Regions from separate parts of the Rattus norvegicus genome. Here region 2 is linked to region 1. A link is a contact called in public Hi-C data. All regions are on one chromosome and are shown on one strand. The core of a region is the stretch at or near the end of the contact, and the rest is flanking DNA. Distances in the headings are between cores, read along the strand shown.

The links. Hi-C and Micro-C count contacts between places; a contact is called where the count stands out from the background.
Region 2: a Hi-C map of hepatocytes shows a contact between it and region 1, with 4 times the contacts expected there. The contact joins two enhancer-like sites. A contact is called at or near these places in 10 of 12 Hi-C or Micro-C datasets (the A7r5 cell line, the Rat2 cell line, frontal cortex and 6 more) and 1 of 1 datasets of contacts at active chromatin or transcription factors (oligodendrocytes).

What each region holds. Positions count from the first base shown.
Region 1 is chr11:94,385,105-94,392,960 of GRCr8, forward strand. No RefSeq gene overlaps it. Among named protein-coding and RNA genes, the nearest start is that of Klhl24, 7.0 kb to the left of the region's middle. Within about 2 kb of position 3,472, at least 5 of the 93 cell types and tissues checked have an H3K27ac peak or open chromatin away from gene starts, as enhancers often do.
Region 2 is chr11:94,533,765-94,541,620 of GRCr8, forward strand. All of the region lies in intron 1 of LOC120095700 (a long non-coding RNA gene), which reads left to right. Among named protein-coding and RNA genes, the nearest start is that of Mir6323, 19 kb to the right of the region's middle. Within about 2 kb of position 3,672, at least 12 of the 93 cell types and tissues checked have an H3K27ac peak or open chromatin away from gene starts, as enhancers often do.

The sequences.
Region 1 (7,856 bases), core at 2,222-4,721:
TATATGGGTGTTTTGTCTGAATGTATGCCTGCACACGAGAAGAGGGCATCGGATCCCACGGGACTACAGTTATAGACAGTTGTGAGCTGCCGTACTTTGAGAACTTCCTTACAGTTTTAGAAGCTTGATTCATGATCATCATGGCAGGGGATATGGTGGCAGGCAAGCTAGGCAGGGTGCTGGGAAAGTAGCTAAGAGCTCATATCTGATCTGCAAGTTGCAGGCAGAGAGAGGAGTGTATGTGTGGAAACTCTGAATAATTAATTGCCTGGGTGGCTCTGGCTTGGGTTTTGAAACTTCAAAGCCCTCCTTTCCTCCAACAAGGCCACACCTCCTAATCCTTTACAAATAGTTCCACTAACTAAGGACCAAGCATTCAAATGTATGAGTCTATAGGAGTCATTTTCATTCAAACCACCACAGAGTCTGTATAGATTCACGTTCCTGGCTCCAGACTCTTGCTCCAATGCCCTGTAAAGGCATGTATGGACTTCGGCTTGACCTGTTATGCTTGGCACTCTTCTCCTTGAAGATCCCAACAGATTCTAAGAATTTGTCTTGTCCACTTGTGGTCCTTTGATTGCTTAGACGACAGTCATTCCATGAATCCTGCAGCTATCATGAAGGAGAGGAGCTAAACAAGAAGGGCCTCCCCTTCTGTTCTTGAAAAGTCTCACCAACTTCCTTCAGAAACTGTGATGATTAAAGCTTGAGCAGCAGCCTCCAGACCCAGGACTCATTCTGTCACCTCAGCTGATGCTGTGCTCATGAGAGGCTCTGTCTAGGCATCCACCTGAAGGAGCACAACCTCTTTGAAGTTCTCCTCGAGATCTCAGAAAGTTCCCACACCAGATAGCCCAGAGCTCACCCTACGTCCGTCATGTTGCTTTTGTTATCCCATTACGTAAGCCCAGCACTTTGTCAGTTGTATACTCGGTGTTTGCAGTCCTGCTATATAGTCAGAGGTTTGGTTTTGAATCTTAGTACTCACTATTTTCTCAACTTCAAAATGAGGATAAGTCTGGGAGTGGCGGTTCACACTTTTAATCTCAGTTCTGAGGAGGTCGAGACGGGAAAATCAGGAGTTTGAGGCCAGCCTAGATTACATAGCAAGACCCTAACCAAACCAAAAAATAGATATTTAAAATATAAAAACACTTAAAATATAAAAATAAAATTAAGCTAAAAGTGTCTAATTTGCATACTTATGAGGATTAAATAAGAAAAAAAAGCAGATGTGCAGTACTTGGGATATACTGAGTATTTAACAACAATCAGGAATGGTCAGCAGCATTCTTTCTCTCACTAATTCATTACGTATACGTTTATGTGCCTGAGGATCTGCATGTGTACCACATTAGTGCTGGGGCCCACAGAGGCCAGGAAGAAGGCAGAGGATCCCCTAGTCCAAGGCAAGTGCTAGAACCTACCCTGGTCCCCTGCAAGGACACTGCATGGTCTTAACTACTAAGCCACCTTTCTAGCTCCTCTTATATAGTTTCTTCCTTCTATGATTTGTCCTGTACTTTAGGAACAGGAGTTATAAAGAAGAAAGTAAAGGGACAGTTAAAAGAGATGTACTATCTCTTATACTGACTTGGAAAAGCAAGTTTTAAGGAAGAAACTCAGAAATGAAAGCTAAAAGAATTCACGGAAATAAGCATATGCTAACTATAGGTGCAACTCAAGGTAAATGTAAGCATCGGATGGCTAGAGGACAAAGGTTTTATGAAACTTGCCTCTCAGGATCCTATTTTGTTTGTTTGGTTTTGATACTGAGATGGGGTTGCTCTCTGTAGCCTAGGCTGACCTTGAACTCACTATGAAGCCCAGGCTGGCATTAAACTTGTGGCAATTCTCTTGTCTCAGCTTCTCAAGTGCTGGGGTTATAGACATGAGCCACCTTGCCTGGCTTTTAAAATAGTCTTCATTTATTTTATTGTTAGGCTGATCTTAAAACTCAGCACTCCTCCTCCCTCAGTCCCATGTGCTGGTTTTGTAGACATGTGCCCACCTTCAGGTACCCAGGCTTCAGAAGATCCTCTTTAGACTTGTTATTCTATATTATACATTCCTTCTTGCACAAAGGATATTGTGGGGAAGAGGGTTTACTCTTTCAGGTGGGGAAATATAATTTATCATAAAACTAGACTGTATTTAGAAATATTGAGAAAGATCATAAATAGCTGGAAGAAAGGTAATCTGATACACTAGTATCATGGATTGATTCACTAGTATCATGGACTGATACACTAGTATCATGGATTGATTCACTAGTATCATGGACTGATACATTAGTATCATGGAAATAGGCTTTCAATATCCCTTCTGAAAACTATAATTTAAAATGTTTTGGGGGGCTGGAGAGATGGCTCAGTGGTTAAGAGCACTGACTACTCTTCCAGAAGTCCTGAGTTCAAATCCAGAAACCACATGGTGGCTCACAACCATCTTGAAGGAGATCTGATGCCCTCTTCTGGTGTGTCTGAAGACAGCTACAGTGTACTTGTATATAATAAATTAATAAATCTTAAAAAATGTTTTGGGAAACTACAATGAAGCAATAAACAGCTGATCTGTAGATGTTGTTACACTAAAGCCAATTTAATCAAAAACAAAACAAATGAACAAACACAAGCTTGCCCTCTGAACACCCAATGAGAGTCCTGACCCCTAAAGGTGTATGAAAGTGTGTTTCTGCCCCTATAGTATCCTCACACAAAGGTGACGTGACAGCTTAAACCAGGGTTGACTCTGAGCTGTAGAACACAGGTCAGAGGGTCAGAGGTTGAAGAGATCTGTGTTTCTTCTAGTAATAATTTGACATAAAAAGACCTATTATGTGCATGTATGAAGTACTGAAATAACAGTTTTATTTATTCGTTATTCATAATGCTGAGTGCTGGAGGACCAAATTTACGGTAACACAAATGCTGGTGGGGTATCTGTCCCTGGGCTTACACCTCAAGCCCCTGAGTGTTTCTTTTCAATGTGTGTGAAAAGCCATGTCTATTTGCTTGCAGTTCTAGATCACTCTGTAACTGGCCTAGAAAAGGCTGAGGTCTCCCAGGTCACCAGCACACAGGCACAGAGCCCGGTCCCGCAGTGACAGCATTGCAAGCACATACCTGGCATACTTTGGAAAGCCTGTCTTGTTCTATTACTGGTGCATGGACGTTTTGCTCCAGTAGCAAATCTCTAAATTTAGATACTTTTTAGGGTGAACTGTGGGTGACCTTTGTTACAAAGATTAGTGAAGCCACGGAAGGCACCTTGCTTTTTCTTCATGCATTTAGATGGGAAAGTCAATACTTGGAAAGCAAGGCTTGTGGAGATTTCTGTCTGGGCGGAGAATGAATTAGTGACTCTCTGAGTTTCTCCTTTCCATCTCTCAGTAGACATTTACCTTGCACTTGTTTATTTGTGGAGATCAGTTCTCACTTGGTCAGGAAGAACCTCTCTTCCTGCTGCTGGGCCAGCCGGCCCCTGAGCTTCTGGACGATCCCTAGCCCTGCCTGCTACCTTGCTGTATAAGGGCAGGGATCACAGATGCTTGCCTCTGCATCTGGCTCCTGACGTTTGTTGGAGTCTTTTTTTTTTTTTCCAGTTACTACTGTACTTTATTGTGTTCAACCAAATAACCATGTTACGAAAATAGCAAGCTGCCATAATAAAAAATAAGGCTCCTCTATCCAGCACCAGATAGCATCATTTTACTTTCAAGCCTAGGAATTGCACACTTGTATATAAACCAACCGAAGATGAGGATTGAGAGTTCATCTTGGTGGATTTTTCCTTTGATGAATATGAAGTGTCCTTCCTTATCTTTTTTGATGACTTTTAATTGAAAATTGATTTTATTTGATATTAGAATGGCTACTCCAGCTTGCTTCTTCTGACCATTTGCTTGGAAAGTTGTTTTCCAGCCTTTCACTCTGAGGTGTAGTGTCTGTCTTTGTCTCTGAGGTGTGTTTCCTGTAGGCAGCAGAATGCAGGGTCCTCATTGCGTATCCAGTTTGTTAATCTATGTCTTTTTATTGGGGAGTTGAGGCCATTGATGTTGAGAGATATTAAGGAATAGTGATTATTGCTTCCTGTTATATTCATATTTGGATGTGAGGTTATGTTTGTGTGCTTTTCTTCTCTTTGTTTTGTTGCCAAGATGATTAGTTTCTTGCTTCTTCTAGGGTATAGCTTGCCTCCTTATTTTGGGCTTTACCCTTTATTATCCTTTGTAGTGCTGGATTTGTAGAAAGATATTGTGTAAATTTGGTTTTGTCATGGAATATCTTGGTTTCTCCATCTATGTTAATTGAGAGTTTTGCAGGATACAGTAACCTGGGCTGGCATTTGTGTTCTCTTAGGGTCTGTATGACATCTGTCCAGGCTCTTCTGGCCTTCATAGTTTCTGGCGAAAAGTCTGGTGTGATTCTGATAGGTCTGTCTTTATATGTTACTTGACCTTTTTCCCTTACTGCTTTTAATATTCTTTCTTTATTTTGTGCGTTTGGTGTTTTGACAATTATGTGACGGGAGGTGTTTCTTTTCTGGTCCAATCTATTTGGAGTTCTGTAGGCTTCTTGTATGCCTATGGGTATCTCTTTTTTTAGGTTAGGGAAGTTTTCTTCTATGATTTTGTTGAAGATATTTACTGGTCCTTTGAGCTGGGAGTCTTCACTCTCTTCTATACCTATTATCCTTAGGTTTGATCTTCTCATTGAGTCCTGGATTTCCTGTATGTTTTGGACCAGTAGCTTTTTCTGCTTTACATTATCTTTGACAGTTGAGTCAATGATTTCTATGGAATCTTCTGCTCCTGAGATTCTCTCTTCCATCTCTTGTATTCTGTTGGTGAAGCTTGTATCTACAGCTCCTTGTCTTTTCTTTTGATTTTCTATGTCCAAGGTTGTTTCCATGTGTTCTTTCTTGATTGCTTCTATTTCCATTTTTAATTCCTTCAACTGTTTGATTGTGTTTTCCTGGAATTCTTTCAGGGATTTTTGCGATTCCTCTCTGTAGGCTTCTACTTGTTCTCTAAGGGAGTTCTTTATGTCTTTCTTGAAGTCCTCCAGCATCATGATCAAATATGATTTTGAAACTAGATCTTGCTTTTCTGGTGTGTTTGGATATTCTGTGTTTGCTTTGGTGGGAGAATTGGGCTCCAATGATGCCATGTAGTCTTGGTTTCTGTTGCTTGGGTTCCTGCGCTTGCCTCTCGCCATCAGATTATCTCTAGTGTTGCTTTGTTCTGCTATTTCTGACCGTGGCTAGACTGTCCTATAAGCCTGTGTGTCAGGAGTGCTGTAGACCTGTTTTCCTGTTTTCTTTCAGCCAGTTATGGGGACAGAGTGTTCTGCTTTCGAGTGTAGTTTTTCCTCTCTACAGGTCTTCAGCTGTGCCTGTGGGCCTGTGTCTTGAGTTCACCAGGCAGGTTTCTTGCAGGGGAAAAGTTGGTCCTACCTGCGGCTCCAAGGCTCAAGTTTGCTCGTGGGGTACTGCCCAAGTCCTCTCCGCTGTGGCAGCAACCGGGAAGATCTGTGCCGCTCTTTCCGGGAGCCTCCGTGCACCAGGGTTCCAGATGAAGTTTGGTGTTTTCCTCTGGCGTCTGGATGTGCACAGAGTGCAGTCTCTTCTGGTTTCCCAGGCGTGTCCGCCTCTCTGAAGGTTTAGCTCTCCCTCCCACGGGATTTGGGTGCAGAGAACTGTTTATCCGGTCTGTTTCCTTCAGGTTCCGGCGGTGTCTCAGGCGCAAGGGTCCTGCCGCTCCCGGGCCCTCCCCTACGGGAACCCAGAGGCCTTATACAGTTGCCTCTTGGGCCAGGGATGTGGGCAGGGGTGAGCAGTGTTGGTGGTCTCCTCTGCTCTGCAGCCTCAGGAGTGCCCACCTGATCAGGCGGTGAGGTCTCTCTCCCACGGGGTTTGGGAGCAGAGAGCTGCTGCGGGCTGGGATCCTCCCGTTTGTTGGAGTTTTAAGTGTGCTGCTAAGATTTTATCTATGGAGCTGTCTCTCCAGTCCCTGGATGTCACTCAAAAAATAAAACCCGGGGTGTATCTCTCTCTCTCCCTCTCTCTCTCTCTCCCTCTCTCCCTCTCTCCCTCTCTCCCTCTCTCCCTCTCTCCCTCTCTCCCTCTCTCCCTCTCTCCCTCTCTCCCTCTCTCCCTCTCTCCCTCTCTCCCTCTCTCCCTCTCTCCCTCTCTCCCTCTCTCTCTCCCTTAACCTTATGGAGCTATCTGATTAACAGGTCTTAGCTCTAATATATCTTCATGCTTAAGGTTTTTTTCCAACTTTCAGAACTAAACGTGGCAAACTCTTATAATCCTAGTGCTTGGGAAACTGAGGCAGAATGATCTCAAGTTCAAGGTCAATCTTTGTTATATAACATGAGCCTATGGCTTTTGAGAGCAGAATTATCTGACCATACAGAAAACTTAGTGAAACTCTCTCTATTCAATCTCTCTCTCTCTCTCCCCCTCCCTCCTTCCCTCCCTCTTTCCTTCACTCTCTCTTTCCCTTTCTCCCTCTCTCCCTCTCTCCCTGTCTCTCTGTCTCTCTCTGTGTGAGCACACATCTGCCTGCCTGCCTGCCTGCCTGTCTGTCTGTCTGCCTGCCTGCCTGTCTGTCTGTCTGTCTGTCTGTTTCTGTCTCTCTTTGAGACGTGGTATCTTTATGTAGCTCTGGCTGTTTTAGAACTCTCTGTGTAGACCAAACTGACCTCAAACTTACAAAGATACGACTGCCTCTGCCTCCTGGTGGTGGGATTAAAGGTGGGTACCACTGTGATATTCTATTCTCTCTTTAAAGATCCAGTTTTATTTCATGTGTGTGGATGTTTTGCCTGCATGTATGTCTGTGCACTACATACATGCAGTGGCCCTAGAGACTAAAAGGGGGCAGTGGATTCTTTGGAAATAAAGTTAAAGATGGCTGCAAGTGGCCATGTGGGTGCTGGGAACAGACTTGGGGGTCCTCTGGAAGAGCAGCAAGTGCTTTGGACTGTCAGGCAATCTTTCCAGCCCCCTGTTCAAATTCTTTAAAGAAGAGTACACATTTTAGTTAGTTCATAAAATAGGCTTTTATGCCACTCTCCCCCAGTACGTTCTTGTTTCAGCTGATTCTCCCTCCCACTCCTACCTTCTTCCCTAATAATTTAAATCTTTTCATCCCTACCATTTCCTCTGCTCCCCTTTTCTTTTTAGGGTCTACTTTAGTTTTTAATTATATGTATGTGTCTGTGGTTTTTGTGGGTGTGTGCACATGAATGCACGTGCCCACAAGAGCCAAAGAGGGTGCTGGATCACTGGTGCTGGGGTTCCAGTTAGTTGTCCTTGCAAAGAGCATCAAGTTCTCTTACCGCTGAGCTAACTCCGAAGCTCTCACTTTCTCTTTCTAACCCTGAGTCCCCAGACCACTTTGTTGCACCCAAATGTAGGACCCAGTATGCGTCCACAGGTATTCCGGGACACTCCACTGGTTCTCTCCCAACTCAGATTTGCACCGGGAACATCTGGACAGTCCAATGGGAGGTGATCTATTATCTTTCTCTTCCTAATTTGTATTTTTTTTCTGTTTTCCTGGAGCCCTTAGGAACTTTGTGTTAGTGTGGGAGACACTCCTCCCTTTCTTTCCCTTTCATATTCCCTTTTGGTTGTGGCTTACGGTGTTGCAGCCTGGAGACACACAGAATGCCTGAACTTTTCCTCTTGTTCACAGGCAGTTATTTGGGCTTAGGCGCAGAACACAGTGTGCACACTGACTGCCAGCAGCCATGGGCTCTATCTTTAGATGATCTTGCCTCCAGCCAGCACTCTTGTAGCCTTCCTTTCTGGAACAGTTGGAAACGATTGGGCAAATTTCC
Region 2 (7,856 bases), core at 2,422-4,921, 150 kb after region 1:
ATGTAAGTTTTCAGCTACTGCTACTGCACTATGCTTGCCTGACTGCCTGGAACCATGCTCTTGTCCTGATGAGCATAAACTAACCCTCTGAAACTGTAAGCAAGTCTTAAATTAAAAGCTTTTGACATTGTCTTGGTCACGTCGTCTCTTCACATCCATAGAACAGTAACCAAGACAACAGTCTTAACACGGCTGAGAATACTGTGAACTGCAGTTCTGACCAGCATAGTAACAGATCAATGGGCACAACAGTGGCGTGAACATTATGGGGGGTAAACAACCGATTTCTGATTGGATCTCAGGACTGCTACATAGGAAAAAAACATAGGCCTGAATTAGCAAATCTGGCCAGGAACGCATGGTTGAGATCATAACCCCAGGGTCTGAACCTACTATGTTTGTCTTGCTAAATGAACATAGTATCAAACTGCCTTCTAAATTCATATCTCTATACCCACAGATTAATGCAGCTCTCAGACACATCAGAATAGCTTTCCTAAAGCTTAGGGACCGTTCTGAAAGAGAAAGTGGAAAGTAAGAATCAGAGGTCAGGTAGGTCTTCTGAACATGACAGGACCCTGCTCTCATGAACACACAACAGCTATGGTTGCCTGCATAGGATCAAGCCAGCCACTATTCCAGCATGGGAGGGGATGGGCTTATGAGTCCTTACCTGGGTGGAGAGCTATCGATGGTTGATGGCTTCTGGGGGAGAGAGAATTAGTTTTCTTTAAAGATCTAGTTCAAGATAGATTGACCATGATCTCATGGACAACACCACACCTATGAATCCATGGGCAATACAATTGGACTTCTTGGGCCTTCAAAATAAAAGATAATAAAAGATGTCATATACTTAGGAGGGATGGGATTAGTCTGAGACGACCTAAGGGGCAGAATGGACGTGAATATGATCAAAATATGTTGTACACATATGAGAAATTATCAGAGGATTAATAAAATTTCTGTTCTTAAAAATTCTATATTATGCTGTAGCAGTAAAGACACTAACATATGTCTTTGAAGCACATGGTTTAAAATACTGGATTACCAATAGCTGTTTTGCAATTCTAGTCTACAAAGAACACAGCGTAAAATCACTTTCAAGCTTAAAATAACCACACTACTTAAAGACAGATGTGGTGGTTTGAACAGGACCCCTCCTCCCCGATAGACTCATATGTTTGAATGCTTGGCTCACAGGGAGTGGCACTACTAGAAAATATGGCCTCGTTGGAGTATGTGTGGCCTTATTAGAGGAAGTGTGTCATTGTTGGGGGTGGCTTTGTGGTGCCCTATGGTCAAGTTATACCCAGTGTGGCCCACAGTCTTTCTGCTAGACTCTCAGCTCCTTCTCCAACACCATGTCTGCCTGCATTCTGCCATGCTCCCCACCGTGACAATAATGAACTGAACCCCTGAAACTGTAAGCCAGCCCCAATTAAATGCTTTCCTTTATAAGAGTTGCCTTAGTCATGGTGTCTCCCCACAGCAATAAAACCCCAAGACAACAATGCCTTTTATGTATCTTATTTTTACTTAATTACTGTGTATTTTCAAGGGTGGGACATCCAGTGTCCTGAAGATACTAGCTAGGTAAAATTAAAAGCAAAAGATAATAATAATAATAGTAATAGTAATAATAATAATATAGATAATATTATAGTAGGTTATCATTATTATTCTGGGATGTACTAATATTATAATAGTTTATCATTATTATTCTGGCATGTACAGATGTGAAAGAAGCAAAAGTTTCACACGTATTAACCGATTATCATTCATTCAAAGCAAATATACTCAGTAGGAAACTGTGACATTCGGGCTTGAATGAGCCTACAGCTGTGTTAAAGCAGTTTTGTGTCCCAATGAGCTTACACCACTGCACGTGCAGCACACATAGCACAAACACAGCACAGCAGTGCCTGTGTTGCACACAGCATTTGAACTCAACGGCAGTCAAAGTGATGGGCACTGATCCTCATGCACCCTGAGAGGAAGAAAGCTGGTGTTGCCAGCTGTTGAGAGTCAGACCAGTGAGCCACATCTGTAAACCTAGGTCTCATCTCCTTGGAAATAAAAACTCCACAGGTCCAGAGAGAATAATCCAAAAGGTTCTGAACAGGACCGTTTTATCGGGTTTATGCTACTCCTCATCCTTTTAGACATTTCCCTGTAATTTTATTTTAGTTTTCTTTTTATGTGTATGAGTTTTGTTTGCACGGATGTCTGTGTATCGTACGTGCACAGTGCCCGTGGAGGCCAGAAGAGGGAGTCAGATCCTCTACTTTTCTTCTGATTGTTAATTTTTTCATTGATTTTTTTTAATTTACATTTCAAACATTTCAAATGTTTTCTACCTTCCCTGTTTCCCCTCCCCAAACCTCCTATCCCATCCCCTCTCTCCCTTTTTCTATGAGGGAGCTCCCAACACTAACTGGAAAGAACCCAGATGTCCCTCAACAGAGGAATGGATACAGAAAATGTGGTACATTTACACAATGGAGTACTACTCAGCTATTAAAAGCAATGACTTCATGAAAATCGCAGGCAAATAGATGGAACTAGAAAACATCATCCTGAGTGCGTTAATCTATTCACAAAAGAACACACGTGGTATGTACTCACTGATAAGTGGATATTAGGAGAAAATCTCGGAATACCCACTATATAATTCACAGACCACGCAAGAAGAAGGGAGCCCAAAGTGTGGGTGCTTCAAGCCTACTCTTCACATTTATGAACTTCATTACCCAGGGATTTAGGCTTCCCTGTAGGCATCCCTCACCCAAGCACTGGATAAAATAAGCCTGCTGGCTCTCTGCTGAAGTCAACTCCAAGAACTGACTCTGTCAACCTCAGAGAGAGCTGTACTGAGCTCTTCAGGAAACTGTTTCTCCAGGAAACAGACTGGAAGAGAGTGATGCTTACGGGCTGATTTGCTGGTCCCCTTCCTATTCCACTCTACCACGACTCCTCTGCTGTCCCCCCTCCCCCGGGAAATATTCTTCTATCTTCCTCAGTTCCGTTCCTCTTCCTCCTCTTTTTTCCTTTCTTCCCTCTTTGGTGGTGCTCAGAATCAAATCTAAGGCCTTGTACAAGCTGAGCAAACGCTCTGCCACTGAGACAAATTCCCCAGCCATAACTTTTATTCAGACAGGGTCCTGATAACTTATCTAGTCCGGGCTTGAACTCACTCTATATAGACCTGCAGGTCTGGAATTTTCAATTTTCTTGCCTCAGCCTCCCCTGCGCTCCCAACACCCCGTAGCTGGAGTTACGCAGTTTACCACCAGACCTGTTATGGAGACTTTAGAACTATTGCTGGATTGCAACTCAGAGAATAAAATAAGAATGTGCGAACCCTTAAATAAAGATAATGGACGAATAAATAGGATACAAAAAGGGAAACTCTTCTTTACAGTAGCAAAATGGCTTCTGTGGGGAGTGGAGAAGTGTAGTCCCTCCGATGGGTGGCCTGGAGGCAGACTCCTGACAAGAGGATTGTATTTTCTTGTCCTGCTCTTTCTCCAGGGCCCTTAGTCCAAACCGAGTCTGCTATCACTGCCCAGCTTTGCAGATCACGCCCAAGACTTTTGGCGGTGGCATCAGGCTCCTAGAACGCTCGTCTCTCTACTGCCACCTGCTGTCCGGCTTCTGCAGGGCCATGTGGTCAAACAGCACCTTGCTCACCCGAGGGAGGTGGAGTCTCAGTTTCTGCTCTTGTCAATCTCTCAGTTCCTATAGCGACCTCTTGTTTTTTCTCGGGCCACCTTCCAAATCAGAACAAAGAAAGGGCCCAAAAGGTTTTTAGGATGGGATTCGTTACCGCTAAAACCTTTTGGCAAAGATTTTGGTCCAGTTCTGTTTCCCATCAGGCATGTGGGTTGTGTTAGGGTTGTTCCTGAGTCTATCTCAGGTGTTTTGGGGACAGGGAGGGCCTTGATCCTCTAAGCTTCTGAGGCGAAGAAGCAGGGCCAGGGCTGTCAGAATAAAAAGCTTACATCATAGAAACAATCAGTACTAAGGTTTCGCAAAAGAACTAAAAATAGCTGAGCGTGGCCGCCCAGAACAATCCCAGCGTCGCAGAGCTCTGTGGTCTACAGGTGACGCAGATACACACGGAGAACTTGCCTCAAAATAGAATTCCTGTTATGAGCCAACTCTCTCACCCTTGGATACAGAGTGAAGACTAAGTGAACACAGCACAGAAGTACATCCACATCTGTGTTCATTGCTGCGCTAGACACAATAGCGAGACAGACTAGTGGAGGCAGACGAGACGTCCATCAACAAAATGAATATAGAAATGTGGCAAACGTATAAAGGAGTGTTACTCAGCCACGAAGAGAGATGAAATCACAGTATTTTGCAGAAAGATGTAGGGAACTGGAAATCATTATGTGGAGTGAAGTAAGCCAAGCTTGGAAAGACAAATATTACACACTTTCTCCCATATACGGAACCCAGATTAAAGTTACTGTGTACGCAAGCATGCTTGAACAGGGGTTGTGCGAACACTAGACAGAAGAGGGTGAGTAGGGGAGGAAGAGATCTAAAGAACTGGGGGAACAGAGAGTTATGGGACACGAGCGACCAGAAAGCACAAGGGAGCACTGTCTGGGGTAGGGAGGGACTAATTGAGAAGGGGTACAGAGAAGGACACAGGGAGAAGGGGACATACAGAAAAAAGTATAATGACATATACATGAAAATGGCAAAATGAAACCCACCGTTTTCTAATGTTAACTTTAAAAATTAATAAACACATAAAGCATTTTAAAAATGTAAGCAAATGAATTAAAAGTTTTGCTCCTAATATTCCCAAATGAAGATGTAGAACTCTTAGCTCCTCCTGCACCATGCCTGCCTGGATGCTGCCTTGCTCCCACCTTGATGATAATGCACTGAACCTCTGAACCTGTAAGCCAGCCCCACTTAAATGCTGTCCTTTATAAAAAAGAAAGGAAGGAAGGAAGGAAGAAAATTGCTAAACATCTTAAAAACCGAAAAAAGATAAAACATTGTATTTTAATAGCTATGCATATCTTAAATCAGTACTCATAGTATCTAAGGAAATTAATTATACAACCTACATGCCATATGGTCTGCTCCACATCTAGGTAAATGGTGTAGTCTACTATGCCTAGAGTACGAATGTGTACAACTTGTTATTGCCCTGAATATTGTATGCAATTGTAACTCAAAATTATGTATAGAAAAGACACAGACTAGCCACAGAACAGACACAGTGTAAACACAGTACAAAGGATTTAAGAAAGCATATCTGTAAAGGCACTTAGTAAGCAAGGTGCTGGCAGGATTGCTACTCTGGGTAAATCAGGGAGTGAGTGGGAGCTGAATGTGGAGGCCTAGAGCCTCTTGTACACTACTGGAGACCTTTTACATGCTGTACACACGGCCACAGTAAAGCATTATTATTTAACGTTTTATTGATTGTTTTTATGTGAATTTCACATCATGCACCCCAATCCCACTCATCTCCCAGTCCGTTCATACTCTCCCTCTTTCTTGCTACCTTCCTGGGTTGGGGAGGGGGCAAACTCATTCTGGAAGCTGTAGTGTGTCACAGTGTGTCCTACCACATATGCTTTTGTTCTCACTTCTTTACTTGCAGATGTTCATTGCAATGAGTCATGTGTCTGTTACTATCAACACTGGATCTCCACCAGGACTCCTCTCAGATATCCTGATGTTGCCTTGTGTCATGGAGATCCTACAGCTTTGGATCTGCAGGACCAGCCCCTTCACACACTCTAGCAGTTCATAGATGGGGTAGGCATTAGGGTAGACCAACTCAAAGGCCTGGATCTGGGCCTGAGCTGACAGCGGAGGCCCACAAAGTTCCCTCACTCACAGGGTGAATTCTCCAGCAGCACCGAGGTGGATATTTCACCCAACACTGCAGCAGTCAAGGGGCAGAACCAGCACACTCCCTCGCCCTGGGGGCTGGCTCAGCCTCAACTCTGCCACCAGGCTCAGATCTACTGTGCTGCCCAGGCAAGATGCAGGGCCTGCTTTCTTGAAAGCTGCAGTTGGTGAGGGGGAAAGCCAGCTTTTCTGCTCTCGTGACCGCCTGAACTTAATCGCCTGCCTGGCCTAGGTGGCAAGGGGTGATTGGTGAGGGAGGACGTCTCTCCTTTGCCCATACCCCAAATGGCAGATAAGTGGAGGGGCAGCACACTAAACTATTTTTAAATCTTTTCTGTCTTTTGTGATAATTAGCTTTCACATGCTGTAAAAAATTTATTTTATAAACTTTAAATTAAAAAAATGTTTGGACTCTCGTAGTAATACTTGATAAATGATTGCCCATAGATGAAATGATCCAATTCAAGGCAGATTAAAGTATATAAAGTCAGGTTTGTTGGGAAACAGCTCTTGGGCGAGCTCACTGTTCCCAAGGAAATTTACATGATGAGGGAGACAAAGGGGAGGAGAAGAGAAAGAGATAAAGAGCATGTCAGAGAGAGAAAAAATGCAAAGAGGAGAAGGAGAGGCAAAGAGAATGAGAGAGAGGGAGGGACAGAGGGGATGCAAAATGTCTGGATTATATAGGAAAGAGTTTCTGGGGGAGGGGAAGCTCATCCAGCCCCTGGGAGAACCATTTTGGTGTGTTAAATATGCCCCTCAGCCTCTTGATTCATGTCCACAACCTAACATCACTTAGCTTAAAATACAAATACATAGCAGAGTCACACAAAAATACGTTTTAAACATACTTGTTCTATAAGCATTTTTGGTTTACAGAAAGGCTATGGCACATTTATGTGGTAGAACCTTGCTGAAATGAAGTGCATCATTGAGGTGATCCCGCTTCCTGATAATGTAGCGTGATAGACTGGCCTCATTCTTGCATGATCATTCTCTCCCCTCTGGAACTGTAAGACAAAATATGTTTCTTTTGTGGGGCATTTTATTATAGTAACAGAAAAGAAAAGAGCCAGAAATTGGTCCTGGAAGTAGGGTCATGGAGTTGATTAAACCTGGCTTTGGGACTGAGTTGTGGGAAGTATGTGAAACAGTTTGAAATTTTGGGCTTAGCAAAAGCCCTTGGAAGATGTGAACAGAGTGTATTGGGTCTTTATCTTGGGAGCCAAGAATGTCCAGCATAGACTTGAAGGTAAGAAAAATCCAGAAATGGTAAGCTGTCCCATGGTTTCAAAGGAGAGCAGGAGCTCTAACAGCAACGGGGCTAGGGTCCATTCTAATTCTTTTCTTGCAATGAATCATGTCCCGAGAATTTGCATAATACTGAATTTTACGGTAATAAGCTAGTTTCTTTGATGGATGGACTGAACCTCAGAACCTATAAGCCAGCTCCAATTAAATATTGTTCTATTTAAGATACCATGCCTTGGTCATGGTGTCTGTTCATAGCAGTAAAACCCTAAGACAACCAGTATTACTAAAAACACATGAATAGCACATTGCAGTTATGTATATATGTATATATGTATATGTGCATATATATGTATATATGTATATATTATATATGTATATGTGCATATATATGTATATATACATGTACATGTGTATACATGTATATATGTATTTATGTATATATGTATGTATATATGTATATATGTGTATATATATTATGCTACAATGTCATGAGTAGGAAGATCTTCAGTTTCAATATGATCTTATTGGTCTCTTATTGTATTATTGATGAAATTCTATTAGGGGTCACATGACAACTCTATGCTCTAAGTTCCGTTATAAACTGGAAGGAAAAATCTACAAACAAATATATTAATGTATTCTCGAATATTTTATCTAGCAAGTAAAAAGTGATGGTTTAGAGAAAGAAATAAGGAAATTAATTTTTATTG